Regions from separate parts of the Columba livia genome. Here region 1 is linked to region 2. A link is a contact called in public Hi-C data. All regions are on one chromosome and are shown on one strand. The core of a region is the stretch at or near the end of the contact, and the rest is flanking DNA. Distances in the headings are between cores, read along the strand shown.

Region 1 (2,700 bases), core at 22-2,521, 120 kb after region 2:
GCACTGATAAAAATGCACCGTTCTGTGCAGACACGGGGATTAGTAATACCTACGTTCAGTTTAGTTTGGGTGGGGATTGATTTAAGAGAGAGTCATTGATCAAGTAGATCTGAAACAAGAGGATGAGTTTCTGTAGAGGGTTTGGCATTAACTAGGACTGAACTAATGAAACTTTGCACACAGACAGCACATGGACACGTAACTGGTGCCTGGGTGCAACACACACGCTTTGCAGAAAGTCTGGAAAAAACAACAACAAAACTTTTACAGCATGTGACTGCCGACTAAAAGCACGCACAGGAGTATGAGGGAACTCCTGACATACAGCTTGCTTGTATTTCTATGACTGCTGCTTGGTTTTTTGCTCAGAAAAGAGCTTAGCTGCCCTCCAGAGGATGACATAAGACTTGCTAAAATATAGAAATCTCTGCTCTCAGCACACTCCTGTGAGAAATATGTGTTTCAGAACGAGAAAATCATATAGGAACAAAAGTTGAATCTCTTTCTGGCAACAATACAAGTTTATCATTAAACAAAAATTGCCTTATTCAAATACGATCACAAAAATACTGTTGTAATACAGAGGTGAAAAGACTTGTGTTCTGCCAAGCTTACTACATTAAGTACATTTTTTCCTGTTATAATTTTTTAGGAACTGCAAAATGAGATTGATCCATGTCACCTTCCAAATCATCAGGTAGCTCTCTAAATGAGAATAGAGGGCTGAAACTGTTTATACACAGGCTTTTTTTTAGAATATTAATGAAAACGTTCAATAAACCTGTGTGACAGGTAAGGAATTTCTACATTGCAGAAACAGAAAGGAAATGCAGGTTAATTCTGAGTTTTCCAATGAACATGAATGGGGATCAGGAAACAGTAAAGAATTTTTTTGCTTTAACTGATTGTCTTATTTTTATGTTGAAAGCTTTGTATTACTGTTTCAGAGCAAACAAAAATCTGTCTCCATTAACAGCAATACGCCTTCAGGGTTAATATCTAGTATGATATGTATGAGTTGAAAAGTAATCTTCTGAGAGCTATTGGCACCTAAAGCGACAGATTTGCATTGCAGCATAATTTGAATCACTGAGTGTTGACAATTAATACCGATTCATTTATTGGTGTATTTAATCATATGCTTACTGGATAAGTAACTAAATAAAATGGTCTGGAAAAACCAACCAAACGTGGTTTTCGATGCAAGTAATCTAATCGCCAAAGTGTCATCAAAAACACAGGACACCAGCCAACTGCATAAAAACAATCAGAATGTCATTTAATAAAAGCAGCTAAAATAAAACACAATAAAAGTGTTACAATAATTATAATTTAAGTTTTTTTCTGAACTGATTTAGGTGTGATTCAGAATTAGAAGCTCAGAAGAGGATACAGTTAAGTGTCTGCAGGGAGTGACTCAGAGCACTTAGAAGCTGGGTCATACAAATACCTCTTATGGTTTCACTTAACCAATTTGTTCCTGCATGCATAGAGATCAGTCCACATCTATCAGCAGACACGAAGATTGGATTATTTCACTCCACTTTAAAGAAATACGCTTTGTGAATACACAGTTTGATCAAATGCCCTGTGATGACTCATAGTTTTGCAAAGAATAATGAAACCCTAGAAGCTACTTATCCACATACTTACATATTTCAACCATAAAACCTTAAAGTTACATGGGAACATCAATGATAAAGAGGTCTTCAAGACCTAGACAAAGGAGTCTTCATTATGTATTTTAAGAGGATAGTTTTGTCCATATGAGTGTAAACTAAACAAGCTACTGGAAAGCAGCTGAGAGTAAAAAAAATATGTTATTCCCAGGCCAACTGTCTCCAGATTTCAAAGAAGTATGCAAGTAAGTATCCCACACAAGTATGTGTTAAAGAAACTGTACTCTGTCTCGACTAGACTTTTAATTGTTAAAATGCCACCTTTTAATTCTTGTGTAGACAAGGTTTTCAGATTTCAGATATGGAAAGGACTTTGTTGTTAGTTTGTTCTGGTGAAGAAGTGATGCAAAGAGGACAAGGTGAGGTCTTTGTGGCTTTAGACTCATGTGAGGACAAAGACTCCAGCTGATTTGCAGGGCTTTTTTGTAGGACACACACTTTTGGCCTACAGATAATTTCCTTAATGACTAACTGCTTTACTTCACTTTGAAAATACATTTGAAATACTACTACTACTGCTACTACTACTACTACTACTAAAAATAAAAGCCTCTCCACATCTCCACTTCATTTGTGCCTTATGGTCCAAACAGCACATGTAATAAGAATATTTTAAAAAAAAATGTATTAATGCAGATGGACATGGGCATATTGCATTGGGAGACGTAGTTAAGTTTCAACTTGATAAGAGGGGAATGGAGTGATACATCCTCGATTCTCATCACTGCTAAGACAGATACATGTCAGTGAACATGACTCTGAAGGGCTAACCAAGTTCTGTATCTGCAACTACTTACATCAATAGCTGGGGGTCACAAGGCTTAAGAGTCTCATTAACTATATCACTATACAGTACAAAGTTTGCCTTGATGAAACAGTTATGATAAATACATGCATGCCACAATGAGAAAATCTGTCAGCAGACACTGATACCTCCAAACTGACAGCTGCATTAATAGGTGAGATGAGTGACAAAAATGCAGAGTATGGATCTGCTCTGTGCATGGACGTACTTTTTGTG
Region 2 (2,700 bases), core at 146-2,645:
AACCCAGTCCAGTCCAGCCACTGTGTAAAATGTTCAAGTCTTCAGTAAATTTATGCTGATAAAAAAAAAATAAATTCCTACTTAAACTATTAACTGCAACAATGCTACTTCCTTTTATTTGGATACCCTGGAAACAACACAGGCCTTATTTTTGAGCAGATGTATGGCAGCCTTAGAACACTTAAAACCATTTAAGAGTTGAAAGTTTAAAAGTCTTGACTAGACAACTCTGATTTCTGGAATTCCCAGAGCAGAGCTGATTTTGTTTAGTGGATAATGTTCTTGCAGGCTTTTAGGCTTCTTTTGCAGAAACTGAATGTGCCAAGATACGCACCCAATTTAACCTCATTAGACCTGAAATCCAGGTCAAATCACAGAATCACTTCACAGCAGTAACACCACAAACCTTCAATAGATTATTCCTCTTCCAGCCCACCTCAGACCACTCCTTCAGATCTTAATCTTCAGTCACCCTAATTATCACCAAGTGTAAGTTTTACAAGAAAGTAAATCTGGCAAAAATAAAACTAAAAAAATACAAGTTGAAATGTGCTTGGATACAAAGAAAACAAATCGGAAACTACTTCAATGATTTTTTGAGGTCAAATCAGTTACAATGGATGATAATAGACAGGAAAAAAAGCTCTAGCTATATTCACAAATAGTTATTCCTGCTGCTAAAACTTGTGTGCTAAAAAACCACAGGGGCTATCAGCATCTCTCTGAAGAGACTAATTTAATAACTGAATTCATCCGTGCACTCTGCCTGCATAAACCAACGATGGATCCTGATGCAAGGTGTCTATGGACAATCTCACAACAAATAATTATACTATACATTCACATGCAAGTTGTGCCTATGTCACTATTTTTAAAGCTGAAGCAGTGAATATGGCTCTAACTCTGAATACTTATCTAGTTGCATTTATGTACCAGACTTAGTCTTCTTCAGCTGGAAAACAAAACTGTGTTTTAACACTAGTGTTAGGGTGGTACAGAGCTCCCTCACAGAAGTTTAAACAGCCTCAAGGAACAGAAAAGATGTCTTTCATACATAAAAAGATCACTGAAAGAGACACACTGAATAATACACATGAGCTCCACATGATTAATGAAAGTCTAATATTTTATAGCTTTATTTGAAGTTCAGTGAGATCAGCAGAAACATGTGATATGTTTTAAGTGCCAGCATTCTGCTATGTATTATTATGCTTTATTATAAACCAACAATAAACCACAGAAGTTGATCATAACTCTTCTGGGATCTCATCCCACAAATACAACAGGCAATTCCTACCTGAGCAGCTCACACTGGAGGGAAGCTCCATTAGCCTCACTAGATTAAGGATTTCTCTAATGGAACTGGCTGCTCTGTCTGGTCACCACTAAGCAGATAGAGAGAGAAACACATCCTGAGCCCACGCTGCTCTGGCACCCCACCTTCACAGCATATGTTCTTGAAGAGCAGGAAGCAGCAACTGCCTGGCAGTGAGAAAAAAATCCTCCTCCGCCAAATTTATCATTTAACACCCTCCCTCACTTCCCAAAACTGCATAAAACAAGTGTATTTAAATGTCTTTTTTTTTTCCCAGATTGCTCACTACTTCATATTCCTCTCCTTCCCAAGGAGAAATCCCACGATCCCTCCTTAGATTTACAGGGAGGGACAATTTTGGTCTCAAACATTTATCAGCATACTTGTTTCCTCTTGCACTGTTCCGTAAAAATCCCCTGGCATCCTTGTGCAACCTCTGCACATGTCAGCAAACTGTTCACAGCCTGAGAAACTTTTTTCCACTGAATTTTCTTTTCGCACCAATAAAAGCTCAAGAATTAAAAACTCTCAGGCCCTGACACTTCAAGCTCTACTAACAGACTGACTCTGCTACCCCATTTTCCCTGATGATACATACTGGGATGAAGAAACTGGCCCAAGAAAACCAGTTGCAGACCTCTCAGAGAGCAGTAACTGCAAACCAGGCCAGGGCACAGCACCGCTGGGAGATGAGTGGTTTTGCTCAGCAACAGAAAGCACACTGAAGCCAGGTCTGCAGCAGAAATGGGAGGCAAATTGGCAAGCAAACCACAAAATACTCTTCTCAAAGTCACCTCCCTTCTTCCACACCTGCTGACTCCACTTCAACAATCCTACTATGAAATTTTTATCAGATGTATTTCAGACAACCCTGCATGGCTTTCCCCTCCCTCCATGGACAAGGTCATAAGGTGCGCAAACAAGCAAAGATAAGAGCACCCAGAGCACTTGCTCACCCCAGCAATGGTCTTAGGGGTGAGGAGCTGTTGGAGCTGCTGGAGCTGGTGTCCTGCTTCCTGGCCAGCCTGGCAGGAACCTCCAGCTCCAGCACAGCGCAGGTACCTACCCGGGCACTGCGCCGGTCAGCGCCTCCTCCCCAGACCCCTTCCCTGGGAAGCAGGCACGGCTCCCAGCTGGCAGGTGAGCCCCCACGGCAAGGAGCGGGATTGGGCCACGAGAGAAGCGATGAGGCCCCAGCTGCAGAGAGGCATGGGGTGCAGGGTGACACCCATCTGGGTTTTGTCCTCAGCAAAAGCAGGTGATGCTGGTGGAGCAGAGCATGGGACCCTGCAGCCCTCTGCGACCGCCCACCCGTCCTCCTCCTGCACTAATCCGCGCCGCTGGGCCAGATTAGGGGATATAATTAGACTCACAAAGGAGCCTTG

What was found. A called contact is a pair of places that touch in the nucleus more often than the background predicts.
Region 1: a Hi-C map of crop shows a contact between it and region 2, with 4 times the contacts expected there. The contact joins two enhancer-like sites. A contact is called at or near these places in 2 of 2 Hi-C or Micro-C datasets (crop and liver).

The regions. Positions count from the first base shown.
Region 1 is chr1:113,191,615-113,194,314 of bColLiv1.pat.W.v2, forward strand. The region is part of intron 10 of TBL1X (transducin beta like 1 X-linked); the gene reads right to left. Among named protein-coding and RNA genes, the nearest start is that of GPR143, 42 kb to the left of the region's middle. Within about 2 kb of position 1,272, at least 1 of the 3 cell types and tissues checked has an H3K27ac peak away from gene starts, as active enhancers do.
Region 2 is chr1:113,067,871-113,070,570 of bColLiv1.pat.W.v2, forward strand. All of the region lies in intron 2 of SHROOM2 (shroom family member 2), which reads right to left. Among named protein-coding and RNA genes, the nearest start is that of SHROOM2, 66 kb to the right of the region's middle. Within about 2 kb of position 1,396, at least 1 of the 3 cell types and tissues checked has an H3K27ac peak away from gene starts, as active enhancers do.